Regions from separate parts of the Mus musculus genome. Here regions 1, 2 and 4 are each linked to region 3. A link is a contact called in public ChIA-PET and HiChIP or PLAC-seq data. All regions are on one chromosome and are shown on one strand. The core of a region is the stretch at or near the end of the contact, and the rest is flanking DNA. Distances in the headings are between cores, read along the strand shown.

What was found. ChIA-PET counts read pairs in DNA pulled down with a chosen protein or histone mark. HiChIP or PLAC-seq counts read pairs in DNA pulled down with a chosen protein or histone mark.
Region 1: an HNF4G HiChIP or PLAC-seq map of pancreatic cancer cells shows a contact between it and region 3. The contact joins the promoter of Eya2 here to the promoter of Slc35c2 in region 3. A contact is called at or near these places in 1 of 115 datasets of contacts at active chromatin or transcription factors (pancreatic cancer cells) and 1 of 9 other capture datasets (pancreatic islet).
Region 2: a contact with region 3 is called in an RNA polymerase II ChIA-PET map of memory CD8 T cells, with 12 read pairs. The contact joins the promoter of Acot8 here to the promoter of Slc35c2 in region 3. A contact is called at or near these places in 4 of 39 promoter capture datasets (hippocampal neurons, liver, pre-B cells and 1 more), 4 of 115 datasets of contacts at active chromatin or transcription factors (the 230-238 cell line, acute myeloid leukemia, effector CD8 T cells and 1 more) and 1 of 9 other capture datasets (liver).
Region 4: a contact with region 3 is called in an H3K27ac HiChIP or PLAC-seq map of SST interneurons, with 4 times the contacts expected there. The contact joins the enhancer-like site here to the promoter of Slc35c2 in region 3. A contact is called at or near these places in 8 of 39 promoter capture datasets (the C10 cell line, cranial neural crest, embryonic stem cells and 5 more), 3 of 115 datasets of contacts at active chromatin or transcription factors (SST interneurons, embryonic basal ganglia and large pre-B cells) and 3 of 9 other capture datasets (adipose tissue, liver and pancreatic islet).

Annotation. Positions count from the first base shown.
Region 1 is chr2:165,593,554-165,596,541 of GRCm38.p6, reverse strand. Eya2 (EYA transcriptional coactivator and phosphatase 2) reads right to left here and starts at 1,514. Exons shown (of 16, transcript NM_001271963.1): 1 at 1,278-1,514.
Region 2 is chr2:164,802,966-164,806,224 of GRCm38.p6, reverse strand. Acot8 (acyl-CoA thioesterase 8) reads left to right here and starts at 1,344. Exons shown (of 6, transcript NM_133240.2): 1 at 1,344-1,535; 2 at 3,092-3,228. The coding sequence starts at 1,408. It overlaps Zswim3 (zinc finger SWIM-type containing 3), which reads right to left and starts at 1,111. Exons shown (of 2, transcript NM_178375.2): 1 at 794-1,111. The coding sequence starts at 948.
Region 3 is chr2:165,286,374-165,289,204 of GRCm38.p6, reverse strand. It overlaps Slc35c2 (solute carrier family 35, member C2), which reads left to right and starts at 1,367. Exons shown (of 10, transcript NM_144893.2): 1 at 1,367-1,421. Elmo2 (engulfment and cell motility 2) reads left to right here. Exons shown (of 21, transcript NM_080287.2): 21 at 1-1,174.
Region 4 is chr2:164,993,478-164,996,518 of GRCm38.p6, reverse strand. Slc12a5 (solute carrier family 12, member 5) reads right to left here. Exons shown (of 26, transcript NM_020333.2): 19 at 2,710-2,879; 20 at 2,408-2,539; 21 at 1,482-1,589; 22 at 290-412; 23 at 1-197. Among named protein-coding and RNA genes, the nearest start is that of Slc12a5, 27 kb to the right of the region's middle. Within about 2 kb of position 1,653, at least 12 of the 459 cell types and tissues checked have an H3K27ac peak or open chromatin away from gene starts, as enhancers often do. A contact at or near this core is called in SST interneurons and hippocampal neurons, where this site is marked.

The DNA.
Region 1 (2,988 bases), core at 265-2,764, 310 kb before region 3:
AAGTGGGAAGGGGAGGGCATTCCTTGGGTAAAACGGCACAATGACCCTTGACAAAGATTGTTTTGAAAAGACCCAGCCTTGGTCCCCACGGACAGCTGTGAATGTTGGGGTCTAACACATCTCCGAGGGCTGGTGTCTCTCTTAAGCTGACCCATGCTCTGGTCATAGAAAATTCTTTCATCCTAGCATCAAGGGCTTGTGGAATTAATAGAATCGGCTTCAAATACAACCACTGTCCCCAGTTATAGTTTCCTTGGGGCGGGAGTTCCCGACTCAGACATAATTCAAATGCTTCCCTGGTGTTTGTAAATCCTAGTACTTTCTCTCACTTCGTTAAACCTTCCCACCAGGAGTGGCTTCTGTACCTCGCACGACATATTTATATATAATATCGCGTTATATATTATATATACTTAAAGTCGTTAAAAGTTATGTAGCATTTCAGACTGAGGCGGGAAGAGGGAGGGAGGATAGGCGATAGCGTTTCTGCCTTGCTTTTTCCACAGGCAAGGAGCGAGGGCTGTCAAGTCTGAGCCCTGGGATGGTTTTGGGGCCCAATGTGCCTTGCAAGAAAATCTCACATTCAACTGCGGAGTAAAGAAAGCACTTTGAGGCTTTAGCGATGGGACACCTCTCCCAGTCCTGCTTCCCTAATACTCCGTGAGCGTGAGAGCTGTTTGAAATGCAATGAAGCAGCTAGGGCTAGTCCACAGCTGCCTGGCTATAGTAACTCAGGTCCGCGCGCTCTCCCCTTACTATGAAACCCAGTCTAAGCGTCCTGATGAAAAGTTGTGTTAAGTTTCAGCTTCAGAGTGAGCGCCCTGAGCTGGACCAGTGCGGGCTACAGGATAGTAAAGACTTTTCAAAAGAAAATCGACGTGGGGGAGGCTGGGCCACGGGCCCCAAGTTCCAGCGAGTTGCACAGCTCCTCGGCCACCCACAACCCCAGCCTTCGGACATCAGCTTGTCTCTTGGATCCTTTGGGTACAATCCGAGATTCAGCACGAGTCTCCTGAGTCTCCTCCGAGGCCAAACAACAAACCAAACGCAGAGACCCGGCCGCGTCCTGCACTTGTCCGGCGCACTGGAGTTGCTAACTTCAGTCACTGCGCCCCGCACCCCCCCTCACCTGGAACACAAGGGGAAACTGAGGCCCTGAGACCCAAAGGGATCTCAAGACTGGATCTGCTGCCGGCGGCCGAGTTTCCGCTCCTTTAGTGTCTACGGGGTCCCCGGGAGACGCGGTCCCACCCGGTGTCCCCGAGCGCGGTACTCACCCGCACAGTGCAGAGTCGTCCCGAGCGGGCCAGGCCGGGAGATGGCACGCGGAGCGAATGTCGCAGGGCTGCGGCAGCCTCCTGTGCCGGGGACCGGCCCCCTGTCCCGGCCGCGGGTCTCCTGCGCCCCCGCCGGGCCGCGCCGTGCGTGGGGGCCGCGGGGCGCGGCGCTGGCTCCGGGCGGGGAGTCGGCCCTGCAGTGCGCGCTGCTCTCGCTGCCGCCGCTGCGCTCCCGGAGGAGGGACGCGCCGGCCTCCTCCCTGCGGCGACGCCCACGCCGCCTCCCGGCCCCGCAGCGTCCTCACCGTGGCCAGGCGCGGCCCCAGAGAGTCAGCAGCGCAGACGGGGACCGCACACATGCATTCATCCGCCCATCATCCACCCACCCATCATCTATCTATCTATCTATCTATCTATCCATCCATCCATCCATCCATCCATCCATTCATTCATTCATCCATCCATCCTCCATCCACTCGACTGTCCGTGCCTGGTCAACTGCTCCACTACAATAAGACCAACTCGTTTTCTGTCATCCTGGAACTTTGCATCCACGTTGAGAGTGGGAATCACGAACAAAGAATCCAGGGAAAAAGGCAGCTGAAGAAAGTTGTAAATACCAAGGAGAGGGAAAGAAGGGCTTGTGGGTGGCCGGGCAGCAGAGCGGTCCAGGAAGATGTCTCTGTGGAGGTGTCACCTCAATTACAGGAAAGTGTGAGTGTGAGGGTGAGCGTGTATGTATTAGGCCAGAGGTCAGCAGTACTGTTTTTGTCAATAGCTCTCCCCCCACCCCCCAACGCAAGGTTTCTTTTTGAAGATGGAGGTTTTTGATTCAGGATTCAGCTGGAGGGGCTGGCCAGCAAGCTTGCTCCAGGGATCCTCCTGCCTCTGCCTCTTAGGCGACGCATTATAGGCACCTGCTGCCACGCCTAGCATTTTACTTAGCTACTGGGGATCTGAACTCAAGCCCTTCTGCTAGCATGGTGCTTTAATGACTATGCCATTCCCCAGTCCCAGTGCCTCCCTTATGGGGGCTCAGCTGGCTTCAGATTACTACTGCTGCTGCTCAGATACTGGGACTTCAGGTGTCTCCAAGTCAGGCTTTGGGTCCCTTAGCCAAACCAGTCAGTCTCTGGGCCCCTTATGAGTCCCTAGTGGGAAACTAGAAATGGGCCTCAGCTGGACCCCAGAGGTGAAAGATCTATTCCAAGTTTACACACGCCAGCTTCTTTTGGCTTCTCTAGCTGTGCTCAGGATAGATTAGGTGACTCTGAACTCTGACTTGTTCCAGAAGCTCCTGCTCTAGAAGATCTGATGCCCTCTGCTGGCCTCTGCAAGCACTGCACTCACATGCACAATTCCCCCCCCCCCCCCCAAATACAGACAATAAAAATAAAACTAGGGGCTGGAGGGATAGCTCGACAGTTAAGGGTCCTGTTACTCTTGCAGAAGACCCTGGTTAAGTTCCCAGAACTCACATGGCAGCTAATAGCTATCCTAACCAGGCCTGCACATGGTACACAGACATACGTACAAGCAGGATGCTCATACACAAAAAATCAAATCAAGTCGGAACCAGTTGTGAACCCTTTCCTTGATTTAGAGAGATAATCACCTGTATGTGTAATTCTTTAAAAGGGGTCCCCAAGTGTAGATGGGTCAGGCTCTGGCATTGCTGGCTCTGTCTCCCGTCTTATCTGTTTCCTTCCCA
Region 2 (3,259 bases), core at 95-2,594, 480 kb after region 3:
CTGGAAGCTGCTCTGTAGACCAGACTGGCGTCGAACTCACAGAGATCTGCCTGCCTCTGCCTCCTGAGTGCTGGGATTAAAGGCTTCCACCACCAACCCCCTTTCCCTGTATTTTTTTTTTTAAACCAAACTGATTTGTCTCAAACTCATGACCCGCCGGCCTCAACCTTTTCGCATTGGGCTTCTAAACCTGCACCCTTATTCTTTCTTTCAAAGAAAAACTAAAAGCTAAATTTATAGTAGGCTGTTTCACCTGAACCCTAAAAGCCCTGGCGTTTTCATCAGCTTTTAGCCCCTAAAGTCAAATGAGTCAGGGAGCTACCACCAATAATTCTGACACACAGCCCTGCAGAGTAAGAAAGGCACTCAGGGAGCACCACCTTGGATAAGGAAGGTGTTTGAAAACGGCTGTATCTGGAGCTCAAGAATCATTTACAAAATCAATCACCGAAAAGAACCAACCAACCAACCAATGAGCACCATTACTGCTTTGTAAAGAGGAGGCTAATGGAGGAAATTATTACTAAGGCGTTTCAATTCACTCCTCAACCAGCCTTGCGCTTGAGATAGATTCTCTCAACAAACAAATAAAACGGAAAAACAACAAGATGCAGTTACTGCGAATTCCCAGGAAAGCTCGTGAATGAAGGAGTGGGAGCAAGCGCGGCGGGTAGCAAAGGCCACGCCGGTGAGGTTTCCCTCGTTTTTCCGCAGGCACGGGGAACGTGGCTCCTCCATGCACGCCCTCCTCCTCCAGGCAGCCCTCCTCCCCACCCTCCTGCCCCGCCCTTACAGGATATCCTCGCGGAAAGAGGTGCCGTTGTTGAGGTTATGGAAGCGGACGGAGATGCAGTCCCTGACAATGAAGGAGCACCTGGTCTCCTTTTTGTAGGCGCTGAAACACTCCTTGAAGTCCTCGTAGGTCTTAAAGCAGCTGCCTAGCTCCATGGCCGGGGACTGGCCCTCCTAGAACCTAGAACCACGGCAGGGGTCAGAGGTCACTGGGTAACGGCTGGCACGGGCCCAGCTGCGGTCCCGAGTGAGTGGCTTACAGGGCGCTTGGGAGGAGCCCAGAACAGGAGGAGACCGGTAACAGCAACCTAGGGGCGACTTTGCTCAGTGACAGAAGAGGAAAGACGCTCATCCCTTATTATTCATCTCCAAGGCTCCGCCCCCTCGCTGATTCACCCAATCACACGCGGATGTCCAAAACTGACACAAATATCCTCCAATCTTAAGATAGAGCTAGCCGCGCCCACTCTGAAATTGACAAGCACATCGACCAATCACAATCTGCGTCTCGCTCCCCGGAGCCCTTGGGATTTCCGGCCCCTGGAGCGACCTTCCGGAAGCGCTGGGAGCCTATATAAGTTTCCGCGTTTCTCTCAACCGCAGCCAGCAGTGAAAATGTCAGCGCCAGAGGGTCTGGGAGATGCTCATGGCGACGCCGACCGCGGCGACCTTTCCGGGGACCTCCGTAGTGTGCTGGTCACGAGCGTGCTCAACCTCGAGCCGCTAGATGAAGATCTCTACAGGTAGCCGGTAGCGCCTCTGAACTAGGCTCGCACCCCTCTTTCAGTATAGAGTCGCGATTACTGCCATCTCCCTGTGAACCTCAGTTCTGGGGTTAAGAGTTGGATGCAAGCTCTGCTGCAGTTAGAAGGCATGTCCCTGGCATCCATCCTTGCTTCCTCTTCAGGAGGCGATCTGGGGGGTGGGGGGGGAAGGTGTGTGTGTGTGTGTGTGTGTGTGTGAGAGAGAGAGAGAGAGAGAGAGGGAGAGAGGGAGAGAGGGAGAGAGGGAGAGAGGGGACAGAGACTCCGCTACCCCACAAGGCAGCTTAATCTGGTAGACTGAGTGTGCGTGTGTGTTCGTTTGTTCAAGCCATCCCTTAATGTCTGGTAAGTCATTACTTATCTTTCACTGAAGTGGGTTTGTAACAATTTTTTTGTTTTGTTTAGAGACAAGATGTCACTAAATATAGTCCTGGATGACCTGGAATTCACTATATATATATGAATGGAGAGGGAGAGAATGAGAGAGAGAGTATATATATATACACAGCAAGTTGGCTTGGAACCCACAGGGATCCACCTTCATTTGTCTCTTAAGCGCTGGCAGGAGTTCACCACCAGGTCTAGCTGGTTGTCTTGTTTTGTTTTGAGACAGGCTTTCTGTATAGCCCTCCCTGGCTAACCTGGAACTCTGTGTAGACCTGGCTGGCCTTGAGCTCACAGAGGCCAGTGTATCTCTGCCTCCCAAATCCTGGGCTCAAAGGTGTGTACCACCATGCCTGTTCAGTGACAGTTCTGACCCATGCAGCCCTTACGACTTTATCAGAAGCTATCGTTCTTCCAGCTAGGTAATTACTGTCTTGGGCCAGGAGCGCTTTTCAAATTGTTCTGTAAAGAAAAAACTGACAATCTCAGGGTTGAGTGCTAGGACTCAGGGTTCAGGCTCCAGCACTGGGCAAGCCCTTTCACCTAGATTAATCTGCAGGTAGCCGGCAGCGCCTCTGATTTCGGCTAGATTAATCTGCATTCAGTTTCACAACCTCAGACTGTTTTTTTTTTTTTTTTTTTTTTTTTTTTTTTAAGGGAGTTATATGGGAAGTCTTGAAGTCCTTTTAGCTCTGAAACTAGTTCCTGGAAGAGCTGCCTTGTCATGGTTAAGGAGTGCCAGCAGCAAGCCTTCATCCACACAACCCAGTCCCAGATCTGTTTTTTTTGGAGTTCCTCATGTCTGTTCAAGGCCTCAACAAACTTCTGGCCTCTCCCTTTCCCTGGTTTGGGGCGGGGAAGCTGTGGACTTGAGACCTCCCAGGGTTGGTAAGGGTTGAACTGTGTGGACATGCTTCCTGTACTCTTGCTGTAAACGAGGGAGCTCGCGCTTATGTTCTGTTTGAAGTCCACAGAAAGCTTGGGTAGATGCGTGGACGAAAGATTTGTGCGGTGATGTAAGAGATTCGAGAGCAGACTCGTTGGCCTCCCTCGGGTTCTGAAAAAGGACCCAAGTAACCTTAAACCCTTTACTGGAGGCTTACGGAGTTCACAGCGCCCCTCAAGTCTTTTCCACTTTCCTCTCTCCACAGAGGAAGGCATTACTGGGTACCTACCTCCCAGCGGCTCTTTGGGGGTCAAATTATGGGCCAGGCCCTGGTGGCTGCAGCCAAGTCTGTGAGTGAAGACGTCCATGTCCACTCCCTGCACTGCTACTTTGTCCGGGCAGGTAAACCCCGCACCCTGGCGCCTTGCTTGCA
Region 3 (2,831 bases), core at 118-2,617:
CCAGGAGCTTCCTGTCAGTGATGTGTTTTCAATAAATACTCTTTCATGTAGACTGCTTCCTATCCACACCTCTTCCTCTGCACTTATTCCCTGTCCCAAGGGTGAGGAGCGGCCTGACAGCCTTCATTTCAGTGTGCCTGGGAGCATGTGGAGAGCTCCCAGCCACTCTGAGAGCATCTCCCTCTCCCCTCATCTCTCCTGCTCTTGTCATGCGCAAACTACTCACACCTGCTGGCTAAGGATGCTCACAGCTTGTGCTACAGGACAGAGCGTTTTCTGCTCAGTCGTGCTGGGTACAACGTGGAAAGGCATACTGTACACCCCCAAGAACCCATCCTCCCTTTTTCCCCTGCCAGGGACACAGCCAGGGAACAGCTCGAGTACTTGTGCCTTTCAAAGAAGACATGTTCCGCACCCCGCATGTTGCCTGCAGTTAGTGCCCAGCTTGCCAGCTGGTGCTTTAAGCTGGTGCTCCCATCAGCAGCCTTGGTAGCTGGGAGGTTTGAATGAAGGCAGTGATGAAAATAGATACTTCCCCTTGCCTCAGTCAGAAGGGGGTGAGGACAGGCGCTTTCAGAAGGCATAGAAAGTGCATGCAACGCAGGCTTTGAGGGCTGAACGAAGCCAAGACCTTGGGCTGCGATGGGCACCATTGTAGGTCTCAGGAAGCATTGAATCAACGAATGCTTTCGTGATGCCAGCTGGCAACAGCCTACAGCAGCAGTGTGCACAAAGCACAGCTTACACGCTGGCCTTGAGCCTTCTGCTAGGAGCCAGGAGCCCAGCCAAGTCATGTGCAAGGATTCCTGTTTGCAGCCAGTCCTAGTAGAGCCCGGATGAGCAGACGCCGAGAACTGGGCCAGCTCGGGTCTGCAGCCCTAGCTTGCATGGCTTAGAGGTTATCTTGCCCACATACTCTGTACCTGAAATGAGTCAAATCCAGGTGTGCTAAATTGGTGTTCTGCGGCCACTGTAACCTGCTTCCCTGGGCTCCCGGTAAGACTAGATCCTTCTTACCCCCTTCCTTTTGGGTTCCATTTCCTCTGCGATGAACTTCACGTACTCAGCCTATTGAATAATTCTCACAAATTTATAGGCATACGCAATGTCACAAAGTGTCCATTATCACTTTGCCAGGACGTTTTACTAATAAAATTTAATGGTTGTCATGTCATTTCCCTGCTGCTTGAAGTCCCTGAAGAAATAAGCCCTGTACAGAGTTATTAGTAGCTGTGATTCGTTCCTGGTGCCCGTTTAAGGGAAAGGTACAGAGGGACCGTGTTGGGAAGCTTGCTGTAGCCGCCTTAGAGATGCTCTGGCTCCGCCCACCCCACCGACTTCCGGCGGAAGTCTCGCCTCCTGAGGCACAGTGCCCACCTCGAGCTTCCGGCAGGAGGCTCCCGGCGAGAGCCTGGGCGGAGGTAAGTGGGCGTGTGGGCGGTCCCCTGCCTTCTCGCCCGGCCTCAGTTTCCCCAGCTTTCCAGTGGCTCTGGGCCCGTTCGCCTGGCATTCGCCGAGCACGTACGAGGGGCCGGGTCTTGGGGATGGGGGGAACCAGGTGGATACTGCCGAGCAGGCGCGGCAGGGACACGTGAGCAAACACAGTCGTCACGCGGTGTTAAGTGCCACGCGCAATGGGGGTCCTGGGGAAGGGGACCAGAGCAGAGAGCATCAGGTTGCCTTGCCGAGGAGGACGCCGGCTGATGTTCCGGGCACACGGCTGTACGTGGCGTTGCAGCTGGCAGGCAGGATCCAGGGAGAACTTGCGGACCCAGCCCCGGGGTCTCCGGTCTGTTGGGACCGGCAGTCTTAGTTTCTTTCCCTGATGCAACTTAAGGAAGGAAGGAAGAAAGAAAGAAAGAAAGAGCTTATTTCCCCCATAGTTCTTGGTGCTGTCCGTCGTGAGGAAGTCAGGGCAGTAAGTGCTTGAAGCAGCTGGCCACGTCGTTTCCACAGTTCTGAAGTATAGAATCTTGAGAGCCATCAGTGCCTGCTAGTGCACTCTCCCTTCTTTATGGAGGCCAGGAGTTCCTGCCCACAGCTACCTGGGTCTCCTCACATCGGTTAACCTGATCAAGAGAATCAATCCCTTCCTGGTATGCTCCGAGGCCCGTCTCCCAGGTGACCCTAGCTTCTGTCAGGTTGACCACACTAACCATTCCACCAGTCTCTGGCTCCTTGTGGACTGCAGGCAAGTGCAGGCAGTAGGTGAACGGAAACTGTGGTGTAGTGTGTGGTGGTGGGAGAGGAAGTGAAGAGAAGTGGGTGGGTCAAGGAATAACTAGAGGTGGACTTGACAAGGCAGGAGATGAGGGATGCCGAGGGAGGCAGCAATGGCTTCACTGGTGCTGACTGCCTTCTGCCAAAGAAAACAGTTGTTCGGTTGGCCGTTTCTAAGTGACTTGAGAGTCAGATGAAGACCCGAGGAATATTAAGGTAGCTCCTTGCAGCACCTTGAGGTTGAGCTGTCGGCTGGAGTTACGGGGTTGGTCGTGGTGGGCTGGGAATGAAGGCGGCAAAGAGAGGCTGGGCTGCAGCCCTCAGGCATCTGTGCTTACTGAATGAGTCAGAAAGAAGGAAGACTCCAGAGACTGTGGCAAGTTGCACCCGCTAGGTCTCTGAGGAGGAAGCTGTCAGTTTCGTGAGCAGAGCCACAGAAACCCGGGCTCTGGCGAGGTGACAGGGAAAGAGTAACTGCCTGGGTGAACAGCCTGACAGACTGAGGTAAGGGAGTGGGGCCTGACATTTGGAAACTTTGCTGTAGGTGACAGAATGACTCCTGCCATTCGCCAGTGCCAAGTGCTGCTCCTCGTGCCAGTGATCCCTCTGCC
Region 4 (3,041 bases), core at 404-2,903, 290 kb after region 3:
GGCTTCATGCTGAAGAAGTCCTTGATGCCCTCGGAGGAGACGGGACTGGGGCCTTTATTCTTCTCTGCCACTGACTTATCCTTGGTCCAGGTAAGATGCACCTCTGGGTCTGTCTCCCTCTCCCCCTCGGGCTCCTCCCCTGGAGATGGCGAGCTGCTAGGGCAGCTGGGAGCACTCTGGTCATGGATCAGCTGCACCTGAGGTAGGGATGACAGGTCAGCAGGTGACACTTTTGGTGGCCAAAGTTTCTACTACCACTAGTCAGAGCCAAACCACCCCAGCCACTCGCCTCCTCCTCTGGCTTCTCCTCATTGTCACACGCTGTCTCTTCGGGAACATTGAGGCGGAGCCGGGGGTTGGCTGGATTCTTCCTCCGAATGGAGCCCCGAGACTCGTCTGTGATGCTCTGGATCTGGGGAGTGACACAGGTTGGTGCCAGCTCTGCTGGGGGGTCACCACCCACGCCCTGCCAAGAGCCATTACTACAGTGGATGCTTATCCGGGTTACACACATGCCTGAGTGGCACTCATTGTAAAAAAAAAAAAAAAAAAAAAAAAAACAGTGGAGTGCCTCAGGACCAAACACCTACTGCATGGCTACCCTGGCCTCTGGTCTCCAGAGCCCAGGCCTTCCTGCCATTGGCAACCAGCAGTCTAACACCTGGCACAGCAAGCCTGAGCCTAGCACCATGGTCCCAGGCCACTCTGGCTGGCCCCAGCACACAGCCTTTCTTATCACTTCTGCTATCACCCTGGGTGACACCCCTGTCCTTCAAGGGCCCATCACTCGTTTCCCTGAGCACCTCTCGGCCACATTCTGAAAGACAGATTCTCCCCACCCGAGAGACCTGAGAGAACCCGTGGTTCGCCTATGGGATCTGCTACTCATGCCCCAGGAGCCCTTCTGTCCACAGCCCTGGCTGTCATCCCTCACTTCCCCCAGGGACTCCGCTCCCTGGAGTGGATCTTTTTATCCGTGCTCCAGGGGGCCAGTGATTGAAACTGAAGAGACCTTATCCCGTGGTGCTCAGCAGCTCCTCTCCTGAGAGCCCTTCACTCAGCCCCTAGGAGGCTCGCCCCTGACTCCTACCCAACATCCATGTCTTTAAATACCCATCTGTTACCCACTCGGCGAGTCTGTTACATGAACCCTTGTCTCCCACACTGGCAGCACACACCCCCTGAGAACTTGTCATCCGTACATATTTAGCAGCCACTATTCTTCCTCGGGCCTAGAAGTCTCCTACAGAGGCGAAAGTCTGTTTCCATGCCAAAGTCCCTGTGAGGGGGCTGGAAAAGCGGCAACAGCTCCATGTAGCCCCACAGCAGGGGAGCCGAGCATTAGAAGGTGATGGCAGCTAAGGTGAATACAGCATTCTTGATGGCCAGGCGCGCACGGCAGGCCAGAACCTCCCACACCTGTGCAGGCCCACAGTCTGAAGTAGCTTGTGGCTCTGAGCACCTCATCAGGGGACCCTTACCTCCCGTTCCCGCTCGTTCTTGGTGAGGTGCATCTGTTTGAGGATCTGAGATCGTTGCTCCATTACTAATGTCTTCTCGTAGGTGTATGCCGAGATGTCGCTCTCATGCTATGCGCAGGGAAGAAGAGCAGCAGCAGCTGAGAACTAAGGAAGGCCAAGGTGGGGGAGGCAGGAGCCCTCCCTCCCACCAGCCTGCAGCTTCCTGTCACATGGCCTTGCACCAAGGCTGTAGGAGGCCAGGGACCAAACCGTGGCCTGGGAGAACAGGCAGCTCATTCCCTGTGCACCCAACACAGAGGCAAGGGTGTAAATTGTAAAGCGATGAATGTATTGATTAATTAATTAATTACCTGAGCGAATGAAGAAGGAAAAGAAGGGAACAAGAGATGAATGAACACATCCCAGGATGGATGGGGTGATAAGTGAACGGACACAAGGGTAGGTTAATGAACACAGCGTGAGGCACAGACACGCTGAGGGGGTGTGGAAAGACGGGAGTGGGACCGTGTGCCCACAGGGAACAGAGCATGCGGCAGCCCGCCTGGGTTTGAATCCTGCCTCTGCTGCTCATTGTGTTGTGCAGTCAGTCACCAGACCTTTCTGGGTCTCAATATCCTAGCTGGGAATGAAAACATCAATGTGTGTATCTCACTGGAGGCCATGAGAGCTCCGACTTGCCAAGTGCGCACAGCAGTTGGTCACAGAGTGAGCACTCTTCAACATGGCAGCTACTCTTGCGGCAGATGGCTGGCTGGCTGAACCCTTGGGTGAGTAGGTAAGAGGCTAAGACGAGTTCACAGGGGAAGGCGACCTGTATCATCCACTGACGGCTATGGCTATCCAAGTGGCCCTGATGGGTGCCGTGGCCAAAAGGAAAGAGCCCCCAGCTGGGACCTCAAGAACTTCAGAGGCTCCTAGGGACCTACCATCTCCACCACCTCCACCTCTGCAGTAATGCGTAAGTGGTACAGAAACGTGGTCAGGTCCTTCTTCATCTGGATACTGTTATCGTCCATCTGGGCCACGGTGAAGATCCGCATTTTGCATTTCCTCCAGACCTGCAAGGATCAACGGCGAATCCCAAAAGAAAGGTCCCGTAAGGGAGAGCAGAGGGCTCGAAGGCTGCGCTTGCCTAGAGCCTGGGGGCTTCCCCATGGATGGACCTGCATGGACACACCTACATGGACATTGACCCTTCCCCGCACCACACACATCCACAGGCACCCACCTTGTGGTGTCGCAGCAGGAAGGGCAGCAGCATGAGCATGCCCCCGTCGTGCACAATCCACCACACGTCAATGCTGCCCTCCGAGAAGCGCTCAGGGTTCCCGGGAAACATGGAAACATTCTTGGTGACCAGCAGGGCGAGGTGGCCGGCTGTAGTTTCCCGGACCAGTTCTTGGAAAGACCAAAATAGAACCAGAGGGCAACCGTGACCAGGTCTCCCGATACCCGGGAAAAGCTACAAGGTCTCCAGGCATCCAGCGCCCACCACACTCTGTCTGACCTTGACCTTGAACTCCAGTTATCAGAGTACCAGCACAACCTAGGCCTTGTCAT